Regions from separate parts of the Sus scrofa genome. Here region 2 is linked to region 1. A link is a contact called in public HiChIP or PLAC-seq data. All regions are on one chromosome and are shown on one strand. Each heading gives the region's core, a stretch centred on a gene start, on an enhancer-like site or on the middle of the called end of the contact. The rest is flanking DNA. Distances are from core to core; before and after follow the strand shown. Region 1 holds the start of CUL4A (cullin-4A). Region 2 holds the start of LAMP1 (lysosomal associated membrane protein 1).

The links. HiChIP or PLAC-seq counts read pairs in DNA pulled down with a chosen protein or histone mark.
Region 2: a contact with region 1 is called in an H3K27ac HiChIP or PLAC-seq map of alveolar macrophages. The contact joins the promoter of LAMP1 here to the promoter of CUL4A in region 1. A contact is called at or near these places in 3 of 5 promoter capture datasets (fetal liver, fetal skeletal muscle and liver), 9 of 47 Hi-C or Micro-C datasets (alveolar macrophages, blood, differentiating spermatogonia and 3 more) and 2 of 2 datasets of contacts at active chromatin or transcription factors (alveolar macrophages and skeletal muscle).

What each region holds. Positions count from the first base shown.
Region 1 is chr11:78,553,098-78,559,327 of Sscrofa11.1, forward strand. It overlaps CUL4A (cullin-4A), which reads left to right and starts at 3,933. Exons shown (of 20, transcript XM_003131101.4): 1 at 3,933-4,268; 2 at 4,841-4,956. The coding sequence starts at 4,115. It overlaps PCID2 (PCI domain-containing protein 2), which reads right to left and starts at 3,687. Exons shown (of 15, transcript XM_021065973.1): 1 at 3,578-3,687; 2 at 1,325-1,414. The coding sequence starts at 3,613.
Region 2 is chr11:78,597,975-78,604,204 of Sscrofa11.1, forward strand. LAMP1 (lysosomal associated membrane protein 1) reads left to right here and starts at 2,844. Exons shown (of 9, transcript NM_001011507.1): 1 at 2,844-2,901. The coding sequence starts at 2,844.

The sequences.
Region 1 (6,230 bases), core at 2,683-5,182:
AATAATATTTAACAGCCAGTCAGTCAAAAAAGGTTTATTAAGCAGCTACCATGTACCTAACAAGCGAGGGGTAGAGCGCGTCCCCTGCGTGAGGCTGGGCGACCCAGAGACGAAGCCTGGCTGGCGGGGGTGGAGGAACCGCCCCTCTGTGCCATCGCCCCTCTCTGGGTCTCGTGAGACCAGCAGACATTTCCTTCTACCTCTCCCTTCCTTCTCAGGGGCCAGACCTTAGGCAACACGGGCATCCTGATGGGTCATCAACACAATGCATTTAAAAGGGCCTCCACGACCCCGCACCCACACAGCAAGCATATCTGTGTCCCTAAGATCGAGAGGAACAGTGACAACACGAGAAAGATCCGCCTCCGCCGTCCCCGACTCAACGGTCAGCCAACGGCCACCAGGGAAGGGACCAACAGATGGAAGGCTGACGAAGTTTTTTAACGAAGGGACCAGCCTCAAGTCTCCAGTGGGCTGCAGACGTGCACCAGGGCAACCCGCCAGCAGGCTAAGCCCGAGTCCCATCCATTCAGAGCAATGGTCTCCAATGCTGGCTGCACACTGGAAAGACCGAGGAAACTTTTAAGCCAAGACACGCCTCCTTCTACTCCAGAAACTGGTTTACGTGTCTGAGGTGCAGTCCATATGCTGCCACACAGAGCCACCAAGGTAGAATCTCCCTTTCCTCGCAAAAGAGGGATTAAGCTCCTCGGGCAGGAACACGCTCCAACGTCATCATGGGCATCAGTGAGGAAACGGGCAGTTACGAGATGTCAGCAACATTTTCTAGGAAGCTATTGCTTGGGTACCGTTTATCCTCTAAATCAATGACATGTGAGTTCAGAGCAGGGCCCTAGCAGGTGTTTCTACAGAAGGCCAGCCAGGAAACGGTGCCAGCTCTGTAGGCCTCTGGCCACTGCCCACCTCCCCAGCTGTGCCCTGTGGAAGGCAGCCCCACTGCCGGCGGGAAGCAGTGGGCATGGCTCTGCCCCAGTAAAACCTCGCTCACAGTCACAGGAACCACCTTTGGGCTTTGGGGACGACAGGCCTGTCCACTGGATGACCTCACCGTGCTCCTGCACTTCTCTGAACCCCAGAGAGGTTAGGTGTTGTGGAAAGTAAACGCAGGAAAATGAGCGTGTGTCTCAGGACAGTCTCTGAGACTTGGTGTTCAGCTACGGTTCAGCAAGTGGCCTAGAATCAGACGAATCGTCAAGGAACTCCGCACGTTTCAGAGAGGAGTGGTGACATTAGTTTCCTTCTCTTAGGAAGCTGGTGACCCTGCAGCGCCCTGGGACACCATGTGCATGGCCCCTCCACTGACCTGAAGCCGTGGGTTGGCAACATGAGGGTGCTTGAAGGACACCAGCTCTGCACAAGACGCCCCATCTCTGGTATCAATTGCTTCGTACACCTGAAGTGTTTGAAAAGAGAAGAGCTATGAGGACAAAACATCTATCCCAACAGAATCTAGACAACACACAGCATATACCCTGCACTTCACTTCCCCTACTCTGGGGGAGTGAGAATAATCCAGATACAAGTCAGCACTCTCCTTAGCGCACAATCACTACATCTTAAGATGTGATCTGAAGGCAAAAAGTGAAAAAGTGGAACAAGCCAGTGTTTATTACTTGCTTTTTAATGAAAGTGGATTATTCTAATTTTATTCAGCCATGCTAACAAACATTTGAAAATCCACTTATGCAGCTTATGAAGAAGAAGAAAAAAAAAAGCTTGAAAACCACATATATCCAAAATGCAGAGAGCTTTCATTCAACCTTCACATAAAATAAAAAGGGAAAGATAGTGACAAAATAAAACGTCACGGTCACACAGCAGGGTACTGAGTGTCGTGAGAATCACGTACACCTACTTAGAGCAATGTGGAAAAGTGTCCACAATATGCTTTTTGTCGATTTTGCAAAGTTAGTTGTGTGGCATGTTAGCACAGGAACAAATGCAGGGCCCCATGCCACACCAGCTGACCCCTGGCCAGTATGGTGAGAGCTGGGCAGGGGGGTGGGGGAGCGAGGAGACTTTGACTTTATATATTTCTATACTGGAGGCCTGGGTAATGGCAGATGATTTATAACTAGCAAACCAAATGACATTTTAAAATAATATTTATCTGGAGTTCTTGTTGTAGCTCAGTGGGTTAAGAACCCAAGAGTGTCCCTGAGGATGCAGGTTCCATCTCTGGCCTCTCAGTGGGTTCAGGATCCAGAGATAATGTGGCTGTGGCTGTGGCTGTGGTGTAGGCCAGCAGCCGCAGCTCTGATTTAATCCCTGGCCTGGCAACTTCCATATGCCACAAGTGCGGCCCTAAAAGAAAAAAAAATTGTCAAAAAATGACAAATTTTTGTACATCTCAAATGTCTGCGTTCTTGTTTGACTTTATTTATTTTGTCTTTCTGCCTTTTCTAGGTCCGCTCCCGCAGCACATGGAGGTTCCCAGCCTAGGGGTCTAATCAGAGCTACAGCTGCTGGCTTACACCACAGCCACAGCAACATGGGACCCGAGCTGCATCTGCGACCTACACCACAGCTCACGGCAATGCTGGATCCTTAACCCAATGAGCAAGGCCAGGGATGGAACCCGCAACCTCATGGTTCCTACTCGGATTCATTAACCACTGTGCCATGACGGGAACTCTGTTCTTGTTTGACTTTAAATAAAAACTGATAGTGAAAAATGTTAACTCTGCAAAGCTAAGGCCAAAGTAGACCTGTTCTTAAAGAAAAGGTCTTAGGTCTCAATCAAATGATTGGAAATGAACATATCCTTTAAGTTAAGATAAAAGCATGGATCTGTTTTTTTTTTCCCCCATGATTCCTATCTTAACCAACTTTCTCAATTAACTGAACAACTAATGGTTCCAATCATGTTACACTATATTCAACTGCCAAAGAGATAGCTTGGCTTGGTTGTCAACAGATGCCTCCAACTCAACACGGCCAAAACTACACTTATTTTTCCTTCCCAATCAGTTCTGCTCACGTGTTGCCCAGCTGGAAACCTGGGAATCATTCTTAATTCCTTCCTGTTTGTTCTCCAACCACACAGCCTTATTCACCAAGTCTCCGCAATGTCTCCATATATTCTAAAAACCCACTCTCCCCCTTTCCCTGTCCTGATTACCACGGTTCTAGTTCTGCGAAATAGCATGGCTCAGGGGAAAGACTACAAGCTTCGAATCCACAAAAACATATTTGCGCTCTCCCGTTGCATTTGGAGCCTGTTTAGACAAAACTCCTCAGAGACACAAATCCCAAAGGACATAGGTACGCCGAGCGCCAACACAGAACCCCCTTGCAGTCGAACCACTTGCTTTCCCCGGCTCCTACATCCACCACTGCCTGTCCCCCGTCCCCACACGCCCCTGAATTGAGGGCACGGCCGCCGGGGCTCCCGAGCCCCCAGGGTACACGGTGAGGGCGCCTGCTTCCCGTCTGGCGGCCAAAGGCTCCGGCGCAGCCGGCGAACGGACCCGCCCGGGCCCCAGCCCGCTCCGGGCCGCAGCTCAGGGAAGCGGGAGGTCAACCGGCAGGGGGCCCGATGGTCGGCGAACGTTACCTGCTGCAGGTACTGGTTGAGGGTGATGTGCGCCATGGCCGCGCCTGCAGTGCGGCGGAGCTGCGCGCCCGTCGCCGCCTGCTTGCGTCACTTCCGGGCCGCGGTCCGTCCCGGCCCCGCGCCCCCCGCCCTCCGCGCACCTTGGTTCCGGAGGCAGCCTGTGCGCGGGAACGCGAGCCCCGGGCCGGCATGGCGGCGCGCCCGGGCTGAGGCGGGCTGGGGGCTGCGCTGCGACTCCCCGAACCGCTCGCGAGGCCGCCTCGTCCGCGCCCCAGGTGCCCAGGCCCGCCGGCCGCTCGCCTGCTGCGAGGTTCCACACGGACCGCGGCGGAAGCGGACTGCGGCGCCCGCGAGCTCGGGGCCGGGTCGGGCCGGGTCAGGTCGGGTCGGGGTCCGGCGCGCTCCCGAGGCCTGAGGCGCGCGGTCGGCGTCGGGATCCGGCGGTTGGACCGGGCCGGGCCGGACCGGGGAGCGCAGCCGGGGGAGCGGACAGGCGGGCGCGGGCGGAGGCCCGGGCGGGGCGCTGCGGCCGCGGCCATGGCCGACGAGACCCCCAGGAAGGGCAGCTTCTCGGCGCTCGTCGGGCACACCAACGGCCTCACCAAGCCCGCGTCCCTCGCCGCCGCCGCCGTCACCTCCAAGCCCGGGGGCAGCGGCGGCTCCAAGAAGCTCGTGATCAAGAATTTCCGAGGTGGGTGCGGGGCCGCGGCGGGGCGGGCGGGGGTCGCTTTCCCTCCGCGGCTGTGTCGTCGGGACGGAGGGTTCGGCTGGAGTTAAGTTCGGCCAAGCAGCGCAGGTGTCGTGGTTGGCGAGGCCGAGCCAGAACGAGTGGCAGCCCCTGAAGCGCTGGGTGATGTCGCTTAATTTAATTACTTTCTCCGCTGTCACTGTCGTTATCTGGGAGCAAGCGTCTTCGTCCCACACAGACCTCCCTCCCGACGTTGAGTAATTTAACTCAACTTTAAATCTGGTCGGGGCTTAACTATTCCATGTTTGTTTATTTGTAACGTCTCCTTACTTAGAAGACTACATGTGTGTGTCCTAAGTATCAACACTGCAAGTATTTACCCAGCAAAAGAGAGACATTGTGGTCACATAGTCTCTAAGCCAAGGAAGGTGTAAACACAGTGCTTCCTTTGGGGAAGAGCTACTGCCCGTATTCGTCACCTAGGTGTCTTTGAGTCCTTTTTTGTAGAGTTTTTTTTTAAGGTGTGTGACTCTTGGCATGATGCCCTTCCCCACTCACTGTCTCTGGATTTACAGACAGACCGAAGTTGCCTGATAACTACACTCAGGACACCTGGCACAAGCTTCACGAGGCGGTGAAAGCCATACAGAGTAGTACCTCCATCAGATACAACCTGGAAGAGCTCTACCAGGTAAGACTCCACCTTTGCAAACAGCGGGGCTCCTTAGGATTCTCACCTAATTTCTTCAGGGAGAACGTCCAGGCCTGGGGGCCAGCATCTTGTTTTTCACTTACCGTTTTTTGCAGCTGTCCAAACCACACGGTTGTGCACTTCCACGAAATGTGACACGGGTGCGGATTCCGTGGGCCTCAGTATTGTCTCAGCGAAGGAAATACTAGAAATCCAAGTACAGGCCTCCGGCAGAAACAGTGGGAGTTCTGCGAGAGGACGTCCCCAGGGTCAAGGAGGATTTTCGGGTTTTGGCGCTTGTGGGATTTTTATTTTCTTTTCAGGCTTCAACTGTCTAGAAAGGCATTTAAAGTTAATTCATCACAGGAAAGCCATATGTTTCTGTGAGCCATGCGACTCTGTTTTCCAAATATGCAGCAAATGTTATTAAAATTCCAAGTTACGTTATATATAAAATTCTCATGACAGTTTCACTTGTAGATTTTCCCTGTCTTCATTGTACTTTGTGATTAATTATTGCGGTTAAAATGTGCAAACAGGTTTTGTTTCATTTGATTTAAATTAATGATGTTCTTGTTCTAACATAAGAAAAAATGGTCGAAAGTATGTTTCACGGTTGGATATTCCACTTACAAGCAGACTGGTTTTTCTTTTCTGGTATCTTAAAGACTAACAATTTGTCAGCTGGGCCTAATATCACCCACGTTTTAGGTAATGACAGTACAATTTCTATTAGGAGACTTGGATTTTAAGTTTTTTCTTTTTCTGTAAGTGATTACATTGTAAAATTATGGAAACTATAAAAAATACAAGGAAAACAATTGAAAACCAACAAAATTAGAAACCGTTGTTGTGCAGCGGAAGCAGATCTGACTAGGAACCATGAGGTTGTGGGTTCGACCCCTGGCCTCGCCCAGTGAGTTAAGGATCCGGCGTTGCTGTGAGCTGTGGTGTAGGTTGCAGATACAGCTTGGATCTGGTGTTGCTGTGGTTGTGGTGTAGACCGGCAGCTGCAGCTCTAATTTGACCCCTAGCCTGGAAACTCAAGTATGTCCCACGTGCAGCCCTAAAAAGCAAAAAAAAAAAAAAAAAAAAAAAAAATCACCTATTCTCCCACCACCCAAAGAAAACGTTGACAATTTGAGGGACATATGTCCCTTCTTTGTCACAAGTTTGTGTGAATTTATTGTATTTTTTTTAAACTCTTTGAATTTTATTGTATTTATAGTTGTATAACCATCCTTAGAGTTTTTGGTGTTTTAATCACCTTTAAT
Region 2 (6,230 bases), core at 1,594-4,093, 44 kb after region 1:
CCAGCCAAACAGAAAATCCCACATTACTCACCTGCTCCATGAAAGTGTACCATCAGAGAATGTTCACTAAATCTTTCATTTTTTAAAAAAATACCTCGTTCTTTTGCTGAGGCAAACTCCTTAAAAAGATTTTAAGCTCTACCTGTTCGGTGGTTGGACTTGGCAAAGATGGGCTCTGATGGTCCAAGCAGAAGCATCACCTGCTCAAAGGACTCCGAGCAGCTCAGGGAATTTCCCGGAGACGCAGAGGGGCACTGGCGACGCAGCAGGTGGGAGGGAGGGCATGGCCCAGGCCGAAGACACGGGGATAACCCAGCTGGCGAGGTCCCCAGCGGTGCTGGCCCTTCCGCACTGCCTCCAGAAACCCCACTGAGCTGTGGAAGCAGCTGTCACCACCAGCCAACACCACGAGCCTGGGCGGCTGACTTCTCTGCCACCTTTAGCCCCTGGCCCGGTAGCAAGGGCTGCGCTCTGGCCAAGTTTGTGCAGCAGCTGTTAGGAAGGCTGGGCAACTGGTCATCTGTTTTTTTTCTCGCCTCTGCTAGGGGCTCTGTCTGCCGCCCATATCCGTGGGGTGATGTGTTCTCTCGACATAGGGAGAGGCGGGACCTCTGTGGCCCGGGAATTGAGAATCAGCTCCAGCTGCTGCTGTGGCCTGACTGGGAATTTCCACATGACACAGGGGCCACCAAAACAAAGAGCACAGGAAGGGGCTTCAGAGGCTGGAAGGCACAACTCATGGGTCCTCCCCCTGGCTGCCCCTCAGCATATGGAGTGACCTGGCCAGGGGTCACATCTGAGCCCCAGTCTCAACTTAAGCCACAGCTGCAGCAACGCAGGATCCTTAACCCACTGGGCCAGGCCAGGGATCGAGCCTGGGTCCCAGCGGCTCCCAAGACACTGCTGATCCCGCTGTACCACATCAGGAATGCCTCATAGGTCTTTTTGGTTTTATATTCAAGGTTATTTATAGTTTCTTAGGATCAGAACATTCAGAACAGAAATATTTTAGAATTTTTCCAATTATGTCTGAACCTAGCACGCTACTTCCAAAGGACCACTCAGGCATAAATATCACTTTAACACACTGAGCAAGCATCATGTTAATGGGCTGTTGCTGAGAAAGGACATCCCAGTGAAAAAGCATAAAGAGACAGCACACCCAATAACTGGACAGCGCTTCTCCTTTTTCAAAAAAATTTTTATTGGAGTTGATGGAGTGCACTTCTCTCTCTTTTTCCCCGTTTTTAGGGCTGCACCAGCAGCACATGGAAGTTCCCAGGCTAGGGGTCGAATCTGAGCTACAGCTGCCGGCCTACACCACAGACACAGCCATGCAGGATCCAAGCCACATCTTTGACCTACACCACAGCTCACAGCAACACTGGATCCCCGACCCACTGAGGGAGGCCAGGGATGAACACTAGTCGGATTTGTTTCCGCTGTGCCAGGGGCAGCACTTCCCTCAAGTGGAGTCTTGCAAAACTTGTCCCCCACCTGGAACACCAATAAATTTGAAAGTCCAAAAAGAACTCTAAAAACCTAAACAAGCTACCACCAAATCTGCTCTTTAGTAACAACAGATTTTTGCCTCCAGAGCAGAACAAACCCGAGCGCCTGGGGCTCTGGGTCTCTGCTCCCCTTTTACTTGCAGTTCTATTAAGTCTCGTGACTTTCTCAGCTGATTGTGTTGTAAGCTGGAGAAGGGAAGTGAAACTGATCAGGAAAATAGGCCAGGAAAGAAGACAAAACCTACAAAAAGTAAACAAATTTAAGAGCTAAAAACCCCCACAACGATCAAAGCCTCTTCAGTAGTGACAGGTAGTTATCAACAAACCTGCCCTGAAGAGGCTCGAGGCAGGCTTCCGGAGGAGGTGGGGTTGGAAGCGGCTCCACAAAGCAGCAGGCGGGGCCTGCGAGGCCAGAGGGGTCAGCTTTCTGCAAACCGCACAAGTGGCCACAGCGTGCAGCAGGCGAGGAAAAAGACCTGGCAAAGCCTCGTGGCAAAGCAGGAACTGGGAAGTTCGCGAGAGGTGCTTCAGGAAGTTTCTGGAAGCAGCGCGGTGGCGACTTTTCTGAGCAACGTAGGGAGTACGTGACAGGCTCGAGCGTTTGTGAACCTTCTGGGCAGGTGCCGCCCCTTCCCCTAAAGCATCGGAGTGGCGTCACAGCCGGCAGTGACCGAAACCCTTATGCCCCTTCAACTGAGTCTACCTTTAAACCCTGTGCTTTGTGCGGCTTTCAGGACCGAGTGGCACGACTCGGTACCGTACCTACGTCCCCTCCTTCCTAATCCCTCCCGTCCTCCTCGAAGAGCCCCGAGGCTGAGAAGCGCGAAAGCCTCGGTGTCCCCGCAGAAACATCCGCTCAGCTCCGTGGGGCGGTCCCCGGGAGCTCCCACCCTCGGCCCGCGGCAGAGAACCGAAGGTCGAGTCCAATCCCATCTTTTCCTCCGCCGGCCCCGGGCTGGTCCCGGGGGCTCCGACCTGAGCGGGCCACTGGCCCGCCTTCCGTTTCGGGCGGTCGGAGACTGGGCAGGGGGTCTGAGATGCGAGTCGTGTCACGTGACGCCACAATCACGTGTCCACTCCAGGTCACGTGCGAGCCGGGAGCCGGGTGTAGGGAGGACGCCTCAACTCGCGCCCTCTCGCGAGATTCACGGAGGTCACGTGGCGGCGCGGGCGCAGCGCGGCCTCACGTGACGGGCGCCGCCGGCCGCGGGGTCTCTTTCCTCCCGCGGGCGCTGCAACGGGACCAGCTTCCCTCACGCCGGCCTGGTCAGCCCGCGGCCCGCCCGCCCCGGCCCAACCGCCCCCGACCCCACCCGGCTCCCGCTCGCGCCCATGGCGGCCCCCGGCGGCGCCTGGCGACGGCCGCTCCTGCTGTTGCTGCTGCTGCTCGGTGAGGGGCCGGGTCGGGGTGAGGGGCTGCGCCGACCCCGAGGGATGGGGGCGGTGTGAGGGGCCGGGGGCCATGGGGGGCTCGGGCGGGAGGCTGCGGGCGCTGCGGGGCTGAGGGTCGGGCCGGGCCCTGGGCACTCCGGGGGTCGGCGAGCCGGCGAGTCGTCCCTGCACCAGCCGAGGGGGCTGCGCGGGGAAGGGGTGGGCGGCCCAGGTGCCGAGCCGCGGCCGAGGGAGGGCGGGGCGCGGCGCGGTCCCTGGGCTCCGAACTCGTGTCGTGGGTGAAGTGGGCAGTGACTTGGTGGTTTCCGAGCGGCGTGGTTCGCCCCTTTATCTTGGGGCACCGGTGGCCGCGGAGGGCTGCGTGCGGCCTGGGCCCCCGCCCGTCGCGGATCTCCCCACAGGAGGAAAGGGCGGCGCGGCGACCCCGGCCTTTAGAGTTCGTCCTTCGTGCTTTAACCTTCGCCCCTGGCAGGGTGGCGTGGAGCGCTGCTGCCCGTGTTTGTGTCGCTGGGGGATTTCGTTACGTTGTAAGGACTTGAGTTAAAGGGCGCCCGCAATGGGCAGAAGGTCGAGTGGGCTCGGTCGGGTCCCCCAATAGCCTCTCCGTGTCTAGTGAGCCGTGTTGAGGAGCGCTGCTCCTGCTCTGTGTGCACCGGGCCCCGGGAGTCGGAGGGGGGACTCCGACAGCCCTCCGAGCTCAGGAGCAGCCCGTGCGGGCGGGCGTCGTTGGATTTATCGGTTGTAGTGAGGAGGGAGTGCGTGCTGACCGAAGGGAACCACAGTGTGGCTTGATCTGGGGGCTCTTTGCCCGCCCGCGGTTCTTTGTCACCTTGTTCCCCGTGATGAGGGGAGGGCCAGGATCTGAAACGTGCAGAACGCAGCTGGTGGGAGCGCCGCTGGAGTTCAGGAGACACGGAAAGAAACTCGCGTTCCCCCACTTAAGTGCGGTGAATTCTCTGGACACCTCTAAGTCTCATCCTACCCGGATGTTCTGTTCTTGAGACGAATGGATTTGGGTTTCAGGTCTTCCTTTTGTCTGTGGTGTAGAATGAGTTCTTTGAGCTGCAGAACAGCCACAAGGGATGACCTTATTCCAGCAGCGTTTAAACCCAAAGCCTTGCTCTCCCACAGCAGGTGTAATTAGTCAGGGGACGAGTTGCTGGAACAAGTCTTGTCATGTAGGAACAACTCCTTTATTAGAAGGGCTCACATGCGTTAGAACTTTCATAATGGCTTTGTTTCATGTTTTAAAACTCACCTGTGGGGGGTGAGGGGATGGGCTGGCAGTTTGGGATGGAAATGCTATAAAATCTGGTCACGATGATCATTATACAACTATGAATAAAGTTCTTTGAGTAATTTAAAAAAACTCACCTGATCGAAGAGAAAAATTCATAAGCTCTCTACATTCCATCATATCTTTTAAGTTTTCTGTTCAGTTAAAATCTAGCTTTTAACAAAGATCTACTAAGTGTTTTTTTTTTTTTTTTTGTCTTTTGTCTTTTTTGCTGTTGTTATTGTTGCTATTTCTTGGGCATAGGGAGGTTCCCAGGCTAGGGGTTGAATCGGAGCTGTAACCACCGGCCTACGCCAGAGCCACAGCAACGCGGGATCCGATCCGCGTCTGCAGCCTACACCACAGCTCACGGCAACGCCGGATCGTTAACCCACTGAGCAAGGGCAGGGACCAAACCCGCAACCTCATGGTTCCTAGTCGGATTCGTTAACCACTACGCCACGATGGGAACTCCTACTGAGAGTGTTTTAATGCACAATTCCACCACAAAGCATCTTTTCTAAAAATATTTCAAACTTGTAGCTTACAAATTCGTCCTGTGTTGATAATTAGAAAATTAAAGCTTTTGTGTTTCAGCAGTTGGTAGAAAGCGCAGACAAACGTACACTCAAACCTTTTGGTCCGTATGTGTAAGTCTCTGGCCTGACACGGCCCTTCGAGCCGTTGGTGTCAACTAGATGATCTCCTTCCTCTTTCCGAATGAAGAACTGTCACTTAGGAAGTTGGGAAAGTTTTACACTGACGAATGTCATCCTCAATTGTGGGAGTTTGTCCATTACTCATATCGGTGACTGAATTTTTTTTTTCCTTATAAGAGCCACGCCCATGGTACTTGGAAGTTTCCAGGCTAGGGGTGGAACTGGAGCTTCAGCTGCCGGCCTACGCCACAGCCACAGCCGCTCGGGATCCAAGCTGACCACAGCTCATGGCAATGCCGGATCCTTAACCCACTGAGTGAGGCCAGGGATGGAACCCGCGTCCTCATGGACCCTAGTTGGGTTCATTAACTGCTGAGCTACAATGGGAACTCCTGGTGACTGAATTCTTGCCTAGATTTGAGGTCAGGATATTTTGGGTCCATGATTGTGGGTTTGTATTGATGGATCCACTCCGGGCTGTATTCTCTCCTCCTGGCTCCTGCGAGACTTGACTAAGAGGCACGTGCAACACGTGCTTCCGTGGGAGCATGGGTTCAGCCACATCGTGCTTATTTTTACACGTGTATCTTCATTGTCCCCCAGCCCCCTCGTGCCTCACCCATAGTCAGCGCTCATGCAGAGGCTGCACATGAACAGCACTGGTCCCTAAACAAGCACGTCTGCCAGCTGTTGAGAGGTGTGCAAACTGCTCTCTAGAGGTTGTGATGTCTGGTTTGGTCTTGTTTTTCCTTCCTTTGCGCCTTCGTGAATGACTGTATCACCGGTTAAGAAGAAAAATACTGGGTTTAAAAGAAGAAAAGAGAAATTAGAAAGTAATTTCTTAGATGTTAATGGTTTATTTTTATTTTATTTTATTTTATTTTTTGCCATTTCTTGGGATGCTCCTGCGGCACGTGGAGGTTCCCAGGCTAGGGGTCGAATCGGAGCTGTAGCTGCCAGCCTACACCAGAGCCACAGCAACGCGGGATCCAAGCCGCGTCTGCAGCCTACACCACAGCTCACGGCAACGCCGGATCGTTAACCCACTGAGCAAGGGCAGGGACCGAACCCGCAACCTCATGGTTCCTAGTCAGATTGGTTAACCACTGCGCCACGACGGGAACTCCTGTTAATGGTTTATTGACTCGTTCTATAGATGGCAGCCTCATTTCAGAAGGGAGTGTATTGTAATGTGAAGCACACGCGCTTGCTCACCGAGCGCTGGAGAGAAAACGTGGTTCAGATGTGGCAGACACGTGCTCTGACCCAGCGGACCTCGTTCCAGACCTGGCTCTCCGCTGTCGCTTCGCTTGCCCTGTGACTTTGAGCAGTCAGCTAACCTCTGGTGCTCTGATCACCGCGTCTGTAAAAGGGCGTCGTCATAGTGCCTGT